Regions from separate parts of the Rattus norvegicus genome. Here region 2 is linked to region 1. A link is a contact called in public Hi-C data. All regions are on one chromosome and are shown on one strand. Each heading gives the region's core, a stretch centred on a gene start, on an enhancer-like site or on the middle of the called end of the contact. The rest is flanking DNA. Distances are from core to core; before and after follow the strand shown.

Region 1 (5,583 bases), core at 1,069-3,568:
CTGCAGAGGTTCATTAGAAGCAGCTGTAACCCTACTGTCATCTCTGATTCTACTGGTGTGAAGATAACATCCTCCATTAGATAAATTGGGCAAGCTAGCCACAGGGCTACTTCAGCTCAACACCGGTCTTTGTTAGAGTTCCCGTTTCAGTTTCTGCAGCTCAGATAAGCTTATCTCAGGGCTTCGAGCTGATGTTCCGGATGGCACAACAGACCTGATTACCAGGGGGACCACTAATGAGCATCAGGAAATGCTACCACCTCCAAAGAACTCACAGGATAGTTTCAAGCCCAGAAGTGAAAGGAAAGGTCCTCAAATTTCCCATGGAAGGTTAGAATTGAATCAGAATATAAGCAGATGTATTTCAACACATCCTTTGTAAAATTTAGCTTTAAAAACGGTACACTTTCTATAGACACGTTTTTTTTTTCCTGATGAGGACACATCATGTGGGCTTTGAATTGAAAAGTACTCAAGTTATACTCTTTCTGTTTGTCTTGCCTTGCTAGTGAAAGATTAAGTTCATTTGGAATTAACTAAAATTGATTTAGTCATAGAATCTTAACAATCTCACTTAGCTCTCTGAATACAAGACCAGGCTTTAAACAGAATGATACACTGCCTCCATTTAAAGCTATTTCCCCCAAATCTGTGTGTGAGCTTCTACCCCAGAATTCTTTTCTCCCTAGAGTCACACTAATGACATTTGACATGATGACAGAGGGAGGGGGAAGGGAGGAGATGGAGAGAGAGAGAGAGAGAGAGAGAGAGAGAGAGAGAGAGAGAGAGAGAGAGAGAGACAGAAAGAGAGAGAGACTTTCTGCCACTTGAGTACAGGCTTCACTGTAGGTGCTGTTGAAGCCATCTTCCTTTATTTCAGTTTGGTAAATTTCTCAGGTCCACTAGTAACTGACCATTGGACAGACCATTGGTAACTGATAGGACAGAACTTGGCGTTAGGTGGTCCCTCTGCCATTTCTGTGGCTAATCTGAGACTTGTTATGCACTGGATTCTGCATTATAAAATCTAACCTGGGTACAAAATTTCTGCCTGTCATCTTAGGAAAGGCCAGGAGTTTTATACCATCCTGTACTGTGAAAACAGAAAATCAAAGCCAGTGTAGAGCTGCCTGCTTCTTCTCTGACCAATTTGTTGCTTTTTCTGAGGTGATGTTGGCTGTCACTCTCTTAGACTGGAAAGGGCGAGTTAGTAGAATAATATGTAGTTTAAATAGCATCTCCCAGGGGAAGTCCCTCCTCACACTTAGTATTAAATGCAGTAAGATAATCAGTAACCAATCATTTGATGCTTAACTCAGAGCCATTTCCTCTCTGAACTGGTCTGATCTTGATGAAGGAGTCAAGAGGCCCAGGTATTTTTCTTAGATCGCTCACTCTGCTGCAGTGACAGCCCCCCATAAAATTCCAGTTTATGAATCAAATTTGTTGCATCCCTCACTCCAATATTATAACGCAAACCCCAGAGGTCAGAATATCTTGTAAGATATGTAAGCAGTTCACTGAAAACGCCAGCGTGGATAACTCTGTCGATGACCTCTTCTGTCTAATATCAATTTCGGAAAATTACTTTCCATTGCAAAGATTTAACCGGCGTGCTTTCACAAACCTACCACAAAACCCCCTTATCTTCTCTCCCAACTTGTTTGGTCTGAGAGCTTCTTAGCTGTCTTGGCTTCCTGCAAACACTTAGGCTTTTCTCTTTTCAAAGGGGCTGGGAGCTGTGGAGGTTCTGAGCTAGACAGAAACCCTGTGGTTTGATTCCATTAGTCTAAACCTGGGCCGGGTTGCAAGCAAGCTGCAGTATCTGCTTGCAAAAATCCTGGCAGCCAGGTTCTAGACACAGACACCACAGGCTGCATGCATACTGGTCTACCCAAATCTTGCCTGGAGTCAGCCAACCACAGCAGAGGGAATCCTACCTTCCATCATGGTGGCAGAATTGCATTCCTTAATTTCCAAGAAGTCAGAAAAAACACAGGAGGATACGCTTCCAGGTCCCGGCTAAGTCCTCACAAAGCTGCCGCTGAGGTCTGTTCTGCTTGCTGCCAAGCCAAAGGAGACAAGTGTTAACCCGAAAGACAGGCCATGGATGCTGCTAGCGCTGCTTCACCTACAGGCTCCCAGGAAGATGCTGAGAGAGAAAGGCAGAGGAACAGCAAGCCGGCGAGCTGCACCGCCTGCGCTGCCTCGGCCAATCCCTTCAGCTCTGGACCGCGTCACATGGTAGCCAGCCTGCATCTCCTGACACAATACCCCCGGAGAGCGCACGGAACCCATTTCCCGTCCCCATTGCTCGCCACCCCCACCACCTCCCGCTTCTCTCCAAACACACAGCCCCTTCCCCACCTGGTGACGCACTTCCCCCGCCCCTCCTCGCGGTCCTCGCAAGCCTATTGCAGCTCCCGGGTGTCCTATAATCTGAACTGCAACCCTGACAGGGGATGCCAGCAAGAAAGAAGCCCAGGAGGCTGAGCTGCCCAGGGAATTATTCTTTTCGTTTCCCTCTCTTTTATTTATTTTTTAAGAAAACACTTCTTAGTAATTCCAGGTCTTGGCAACACACTTTTACATTCCCATTTCAACCCCTGAAGGAATTTCAAATGTCAGCGCCTGGCCTCTGCGCACATCTGTCATCTGTGGCTGGCTCGCGCTCTCTTTATCTTTCTGTCTCTCTGCCCCTCCACCCCCCTCCCTGTCTCTCTGTCTAGGTCTCTGTGTCTCTCCTTGTGTGTCTCTTCCTCTCATTCACGAGAGAAAAATCAATTCGCTGACGTCACATCATAAACAACCATCCCCCAAAGGATGATGCAGGAAAAAAAAATTCACCCCAGCTGCCTTGAAAGGAAGCAGGAAATTAATTGCGCATGACATGCCCAAGGGCTGGCAACTGTCATTAAAACAAAGAAACAAAAGAACCCACCCGATTCGGGCTCTGGAATCAAACCGGCGATGCTCCAGCTCATTTCTGGGGCGAGAGGCGGGAGAGGGGGCTGATGGCAGGAGCCTAAGCGTTGGCCGCTGCAGGCGTGTGCGCGTCCGTCGCCTCCTCCTACGCTCTCCGCTCCGCACCGGCGACCCCGGGGTCCCGCTGTCACCGCGTCCTCGGGCCGAGCTAGGCCGATGCCCGCCCCAGGTGGGGAGCCTTGCTTGCAGCCTCGGCTACAGCTGCCAACTGCAGCCCCTGCTACATGGCACGTTTTGCAAGAGTGCCTCCTGCTACCTTCAGTCGCCTAGGAGCCCAGTCCTTCACCCAGGGGAAATCCAGAGGAGGGCAACTGTTCCAGGTTGCGCTGGAGGAATGGGAGGAGCCTGGGGCTGGGTAACTTGCTAGGATGGCCTGCCCAGAAAGGTTCAGGCACAAGGTCTGGTGAAGCAGAGGGTCTGTCACCTGAGTGTTCTCAAGAGCCCTAAAAGTCCTTCAATGGGAGGGACTCCCAGACCAGGTGTCCTGCGATCCTGAGTTTAACCAGGCCAAATAGCCAAGCAAAAAGAAATACATTGAAACAAGTAAGGAAGGCCCAGGAGAGTGTAGGGAGTAGATGGTATCTTTAAACTAAGGAAGAGTGGCAGAGTCAGGACTATGAGAATCCTCTTATTGAAGATCAGGTCAGAATCTCTAACAATAGTGATGATCATTTATTACACCTTCACTTAATATTACCCAGATCTCCACATAGTCTGGCTTTTTCCTGTAGAGAGAATATGAGATACTGGTGGCTGTGAAAAACTAAAGAACACAGCTAAAGAGGTCAAGCCAAGATATGAATTAGTCAAAATCAAAAAGCCACCCAGTTCCTTAGCAACTTACAAGATTTTTTTTAATTAAAAAAAATCTCATTGTTTTCCCTCAAGGATTCATCTTTCTATGGCTTCTGCATTTAAAAATTAAAGTCTCTTGAGAGATATACTTGCTTGTGGCTTTTCCCCTATGTCCACCAGGCAGTAGAGTTTTAAAAGGAAGAGATTACAAAGTAACACTTGTCTTAAGAACAAGTTGATCTGCTCTAAAAACTGCAGTGAGTTATCACGTAAAGAACATATGTATGTGACTAGCAAATTATTTTAATGAAGATTAACAACATGGATGGATACTGTTGTCAAACAGAAAGCTATGGAATCCTCTCTCTTCATCATTGAGGTCTGAGATCATAGTCCCATCACACAACTCTGGGCTTTCGTTTCTTATCTATAAAATAGAGATTAGAACAATACTATGTCTGCAATAAGCCAGTGGTCCTCAACCTTGAGGGTAATGACCCTTTTGTAGGTCAAATGACAGGGGTTGCCGAAGACCATCGGAAAACACAGACATTTGCATTGGGATTTGTAACAGTTGCAAAAATACAATTATGAGGCACCAACAAAAATAATTTTATGGTTGGGGGGTTCCCACAACATGAGGAACTAACTATATTAAAGGGTCACAGTACTAGGAAGGTTGAGAACCACAAGTATAAATAGTAAGAAAGCAAATCCGTGGTAATGTCTTATTATATACCCAGAAGTGTTCTGATTCTCTGTCAGAAAAGCCGCAGTACTTCGTGCTGTGTCTACAGCGTTGTTAAGTCCTCCATATTAGCTTTGCAGAATTAGTATCCCTGACACAGTAGGGCTAGCACAGGTTGCAGCCAGAGACCTGAATGCGCAGAGAGCCACGCCCACTGAGTACAGCGGTGAAAGTTAAGGTGAGGGAGAGGGCCAGCTTGTGGAGATGCCGGAAAAGCTGCCGAAGAGAAAGTGGAGCCAAGCAAGATTAATTGGGAAAATCCAAGGCTGATGAAATTTTAGGCTACTTCAGGGGAAAAAATGGGATGAACTTAGGGTGGATGTTATAAAATAGATAAGGAACTTGGTCAGGTGAAGTCCGCAGGTAAATGGGAGCAGGAAATGCAGGAGATGGACCATGGCTGCAGATAACAGGGAGAGTTTGCTGCCTCTGCTCCCAGCCCTGGCTCTACTGGAACAGAGCAGAGCCTCTCAGATTTACTGCCTGCTCACACCGGTTTGGTTTTAGGATCGCAACAAGCCTAATAGCTAGACAGAAAGATCGATCAACAGCCAGGAAGTATGCAAAAAATGCTCAGTGCCACCAATTACCTGGTAAATACAAAACCGGTTTAAATTGTCTATTAACATGACAGATTCTGAAGGAGAGCAGAGAAAAGAACTCCTGCACACTGTTAGCAGAAGTGCGACTGTAAAAACAATGGAAAGCTTGCCCAACCTGACAGCGGGCTTCTACATGGTCCCGCAGTTCTACACTGGACATACATTTAGAAAGAATTAAGTAGTATGGTCAGGAGACATCTGCACTTACCTGTACATTGTATTATTGTTGGCAATAGCCAGGATATGGAATCAGCCTAAGTATCCATCAACAAGTAGCAAAGATTCTTGTTCTTAATATATTTTGAAAACTTGAATGCACATAGTAACATTGTACATACTTAGAAAGCACAATGTGGAATGTAAGTGTAGATGTAGGATGTTAGTGATTGGATCAAGGTAGTTCACACATCTGCCATCTCAAGAAGTGTGTGTGTGTGTGTGTGTGTGTGTAAG
Region 2 (5,583 bases), core at 1,820-4,319, 150 kb before region 1:
GGAGACATCTTGACCAGCTTCCTGCTTGTCTTATTTTTTCAAGCCCTCTGTGGTTCATCTTGAAAGAAAATACACTAGGTTTGAGGAGGACCAATCTTTCGGGCTGTAACTGGAGATCTCTGCAGCAGGGAGTAGAAAAAAACGCTGCCCAAAACCATGAACACCGTTCAGATTCCATGTGCTCTGTTTCTCCATGAGTTATAGCGAGCTGAAAGAACACACTGGACAGCCCATCTGAGGCAAAGAGTGGTTATGCTCTGAGTGACAACTCACTTTAATTCCTTCTTTTTCCAACAAATCAAATCAAATGGAGCGTATGGAATGAATGAACTTGAGAAAGCCTAACATTAGGACAGGATTTGGGCAAATGACCGCTGAAATCAAGAATAAGGTGGAGGGAGGTTAGTAATTACAAAAATTAACAAAAACAAAGAATCACAGAAACGAGCTAATACTATTAATATACGTTAAAAAATCAGGAACTCTCAAATTGTCCTAATCGATATAGAAAAGGAACAGATATAGGTATATAAGAAATCCTAAAAAATCTGTTAAGTTACGTGAGCTGGGATACGTATGACTGTCTTGAAAAACTAAAAGGAAAAAAATTCACATGAAATTGGGAAAGTGGTTATATTTTCAATTTATTAATTTAACCCAAACTTGAAGGTTTGTGCTAGGGGTGGTGCGGGGGGGGGCAGTCTGGCTTAACGTATAGAATATATGATAGAGCCGAAATTCCCTTTGAGGTTCTTAGTGGCACGCCTTTATTTGTTTTTCTGGGGGGAAATGGGCAGTTATTCTCTAGGAGAGCTTCTGGCTTTATCCAGCTACTTCTCAAATGGGTGACTCTGTGATGTGTTCTTCCGTAAGTAGCAGCAGGAAGTCACTGAGCTGAGTGAATGGTTCCCTCAAGCAGTGCAGAATGGGCCAGCTGGTTTACAGCTTGGAAGAACTGGAGAGCAGGTCAGAGAATGGGGGAGGGAGTAAGGTCACACAGGGTGTGGGAAGGGGAAGCCCAAGGTCAGACAGCATGCAGTGAAGAAGAGAGGCAGCAGGGGAAGATGGCAGGTGGTGATGGTGGGGAGCCTCCCTCTGAGTCGCCCTCTCAACCCCTTCACTTTCAACACAGTGCACACCGAGAGGTACAGAGGCATTTGCTGAAAATGATAGTTCTTCCCGCCCCTGGGGAAACTGACCACTTATCACTGCAAAGCCATGTGAAAAACTTTCTCAAGTATCCCAATGCCAATGTCTACCTTAGATAACCAAAACTGATGAAGAATCGAAAGGTTCAAGAGAGTGAACTCTCCAAGACTAAAAAAAATATATATTATGTCCGATCTAAACATTTTCTCTCAAAGGAGAATACTTCTCGTTACAAGGAATATCCCAATATTAGCACCTTCCTTGGTGACTTGTGCTGTGAGTGGATGATCTGCGTGGGATCACATAGAAAACTCCTACAAAACACATGCAATCTCACATTCTGTAGACTGTTAATTTGTATGGCTAAAGCGCTGGTGTCCTTAGCTGAGAAAGTGCTTTCGAGAGAAGAACCAGGTGGCAGTAGCAAACACACAGCCAAACACTTAGGACTAGAAACAGATCATAAAGGACAGCCAGTCAACAGCCACAGACACACAAAAAGAGAGAGATCGTTTTACCAACTGTGGGAGTGGTGGCTGCGCTCAATGAGTTAGTTGACGATATTGAAGAAGTGCTTTCAGCCCGGGCTAAGGGTGCTATCGGAGGAGGGCTGGAGGAGTGTATGGGTGGGCTAAAAGGTCTGGACTGTGGGAAGAAGAAAAGAGAGGAAAGTTAGACACAGACAGCCATAATATCTTGGTTCAGTATTTTACAATGTTCATTGCACTTTATCTTGTGTTCATGTGTGTATGCCTGTCCTGGAGTGCACATGAGGGCCAAATGACAATTTTTTCCCAGGTGGGACACAGAGATTGAAATCAGGTCTTGGCAGCCAGTGCAAACATCACTGAGCCATCCTGCCAAACCTGGTTCCTGTATCTTTATTGGCTCTCAATATGAAAATCCAGGTTCTTGAAAGCCGGGACACCGTCTTCACTGGGTGGGACTATATTTATACAAAGCCAGTATGCTGGATCTAGGGGAAGGAGCCCTAATCCCCAACCTGCAAGCTCAGTAAGCACTCTACCTCACACACGCTGACTATAGGTGCCCAGGACCTAAATTGGTGCACCTAAATTCAAGACAGCATCTGAAGGTTATGATCCTAGTCATTCTGTGACAATTGCACAGAGGTCAATGAGATTTATGCCACAAGCTTCTTCACTGAACCACTGAGAAGACCATTCCCACACCTCAATCTTTGGATAAAATTGAAGAAAGCATCTGTAGCGCATCTACTGGGTACCACTCTACATTTATGTCGCCAAATCTCTGCTGCTTATTTATCTGGCTTCTGGAGTCAGAAAGCAGAATCGCTTTTTAATATTTACTTATATATTTAATATATATGAATGCTGGGCCTTTTCATACACCAGAAGAGAGAATCAGATGCCATTACAGATGGTTGTGAGCCATCCTGGGGGGTGCTGGAATTTGAAATCAGGACTTCTAGAAGAGGAGTCAGTGCTCTTAACTACTGAGCCATCTCTCCAGCCCAGGAATCATTTTCTCTTTCTCAGTTTTCTAGCAACTAAGCCAATTATTGTAAAAAGAATTACCTCTTTTTCGCTGAAGATTCACAAGACTATCTGCGTTTGCCTCTGGCTGCTGCCTCAGAGCTGACGGCCCAAGCACCCAATTTCTACCATTTTAAAGCCTGACTTGAAAGCTGGGAGAAATCTGAGGAGGGTGGGAAAGGCCTTCTCGCACAGCAGCAACTCCTTTCCAACTGGCCCTTGCGATGGGCATTTGTGTGCGTGCTGTAATACTTAGACCTAAGGTTGAGATGGCTCGTGTTAAGGGACTTAGGGATCTCATTCTGAGCAAGTTAGGGCAGGGAGGAACATACCACATCTCCAACTCCAGGCTTTCCCGGAGGTAGCTTTGGCCGGGATGGAGGCCGGGGAGGAGGTGGAGGCGGAGTGGTGCTGCTGCAAGGGACTAAGGGGGTGGCTGGCCGAGCAGGAGAAGATGCACCTGGAAAACAGACGGGCGTTAGAAGCAGCAGAAAACACAGGCAGCCAGAATGTGGAAGCACACAGGGCAACGTCTGGCACGGATGCAAATTTTTCCCTTCTTCTTTGCACTTACTATGCTAAACCTTTTGCACAACACATCTCTTTTTCTTTCAGTAAAGAAAAAAGTTCCTCAGTCGAACTATGGCTGATGGCAGAAGCTGAAGCTTGGTACTGTGTTGTCATGTGACACCCAGTGAAAGGTAAATCCTTGATGGAAGGTGAACGTGGGGGGGACTCTTGGCTGGTCAGGAGAGGGGCTTCGTTTTGATCATGTACACACAGGACTTATGATACATTTTCTTGTTTTTGATGTACAGTCAGAATTTATGCCCATGTTGAAATTGGAAGTTTAAACTCAAAGGAAGGGGAATGCTTTCTCCACATTAGATTTTTCCTTTTTTAAACACAGGTAAGAGAATTATGCTGTCGAGGGTATGTCAAACCTGAGTGCTCACTTCATATGTGTTGTGAATAAAGGACATGCGTCCTTTGTGTGTTGAATCTTTATAATGGAAACACAGCAAGTGCTTTGGAAGGAATGGCCTTAGGAGCCTGTTAAAGTAGGGGTCGTTACTGATTGTGTCTGGTGGTTTTGGAGAAGTCTCTTGGATTTACGTTTCTGGTTGTCCATGGCAAGCACAGGAAACACAGGTGACACACAGAGGCTGGCATGCACACCGAGCTTGGTGCTCAGGGACCTGTCTGGCTTCGGTCATAAGTCTGGGATGCATGGAGAACTACCTGGTTCCAAACCTGGAGGTGAAATCAATGTTCAGACAGTTCCCGTTCAGAACTGTCACTTGGTTAGAAGCAGCAGCTTGTAAAATCATGCCAAGGAAATTCCAGGAAATCTTGCTTTAGAAAAACACTCCTCTGCCTCTACACTTCTCCCCCAGCTCCCTCCACACTCCCACCTCCACCCCCAGCTCCCACAGTCTTCATTCTCCTAGTTGCCTCTGCACACCACCACTTCCATAACCCCTATCTTACCAGCTGCCTCCACAGCCATCCATCCCCACCTCTATATCCTCCAACCTTCTCCACCCTCCCTTTACACAGCAAAACATAAAACCAAAACCACCCGAGTCCTAGACCAGCACCTCAGTCAAGGTCTTGAGATTCTCAAAGAACTTTGAATCTGAGAAGCAAAATCCATCTCAGAATCATTTTTCATCTCAAGAGAGCCTCTGGGGGCAAGTCTTGCTTCTCTTGTTTAAAGAGTGGACTCTTGAGCCTTGTCTCTGTGGTGCTTAAATCTCCTAAGTGTGGAGACACAGTTACTGTCCTTCCTTACCACCACCAACTATATACCTTCATTCTACTGTTACTCTTGCTTCATTTGGCCAGGAACTGTGCTAGTGTGTTACATATGTGGCATTATCCTCATGCCAGCTTTGAGAATAGGCCCTCTTAGCATCCCAGTGAAGACTGAAGTTCTTTTAGTGACGTGTCCATGATCATAAGGCACAAATGGTGCTCAGATAGACTGTGGACTGCTACAATCTGCTCCCCTCCCGCACCTTGACATCTTGCACACATTTTAATCTAAATGTTCTTAGTATTTGGTAAATATTCTCTTTAAAAATGAAGCGTGTTTGACAGGCCCACTTACAAAGTTTCTCTTTCATACTAAGTAGATGTTATGCCTAACATATTCTTAGAGGATAGAACTGACAGCATAGAGAGAGACATCTTAAACAGTAGAGCTTTGCAGGAAGTTTTCATGGAAGTTTTTTGGGGGATGGGTGTTTCATCTAGCCTTAGGACGATCTTTTGTTATAGGAGTGTTCCAAAATGTTTGTTCATGTGTCTATAGTCTGAATTAAACTCAGGCAAACATAAGCTTCAGAAGAGAAATTCAAGACCCCCTTTCAGTAATGCTTGGACTGAGGACTGTCACCAGGGAAATATGACTGGGTGAAAAGGCTGAGTTCTGGCCCTTGATACCCTTTTCTCAGCTATGAGTGGGATCTTTACCTCTCTGAGACTCAGTATTGTGTCTCAAAGAGTTATAAATATTCTATCTTGCAAGGTACTTATAACATCTCAAACTGAAAGTGCTTCTGAGTTTGCTAAACTCTAAGATGCTAACACAAGGCAATTGATCCTGCACATGATGGCAAAGACTGTCTTTTGATGCAGGTATAACCAAAAGTAAAAGAAAAATGTTATTGGTTGAAAAGTTGATTGCTTTCCTTTTCCTTTATAGACTCCTTACTTAAGTCACATTATTCTTAGTAAAGAAACGATTGAGATTATGCAGCTAGATAGTACAGGAATGCACAGAAGCTAATCTCTGCTGACCAGACCTACAAGACTTAGCAGGGTATGTGTAGGTCCTGATGAGGATCTGATAACTGAACCTGTGACACTGCTCACTGGTTTCAGGTGCTACGGCTGCGGTTCCTATTTATAA

Evidence for each region. Hi-C and Micro-C count contacts between places; a contact is called where the count stands out from the background.
Region 2: a Hi-C map of frontal cortex shows a contact between it and region 1, with 1.7 times the contacts expected there. The contact joins the enhancer-like site here to the promoter of Sgip1 in region 1. A contact is called at or near these places in 2 of 12 Hi-C or Micro-C datasets (Schwann cells and frontal cortex).

What each region holds. Positions count from the first base shown.
Region 1 is chr5:122,763,588-122,769,170 of GRCr8, reverse strand. Sgip1 (SH3GL interacting endocytic adaptor 1) reads right to left here and starts at 2,318. Exons shown (of 26, transcript NM_001376936.1): 1 at 1,941-2,318. The coding sequence starts at 1,950.
Region 2 is chr5:122,916,632-122,922,214 of GRCr8, reverse strand. Sgip1 (SH3GL interacting endocytic adaptor 1) reads right to left here. Exons shown (of 26, transcript NM_001376936.1): 17 at 2,999-3,126; 18 at 1,668-1,794. Among named protein-coding and RNA genes, the nearest start is that of Dynlt5, 52 kb to the left of the region's middle. Within about 2 kb of position 3,069, at least 1 of the 93 cell types and tissues checked has an H3K27ac peak or open chromatin away from gene starts, as enhancers often do.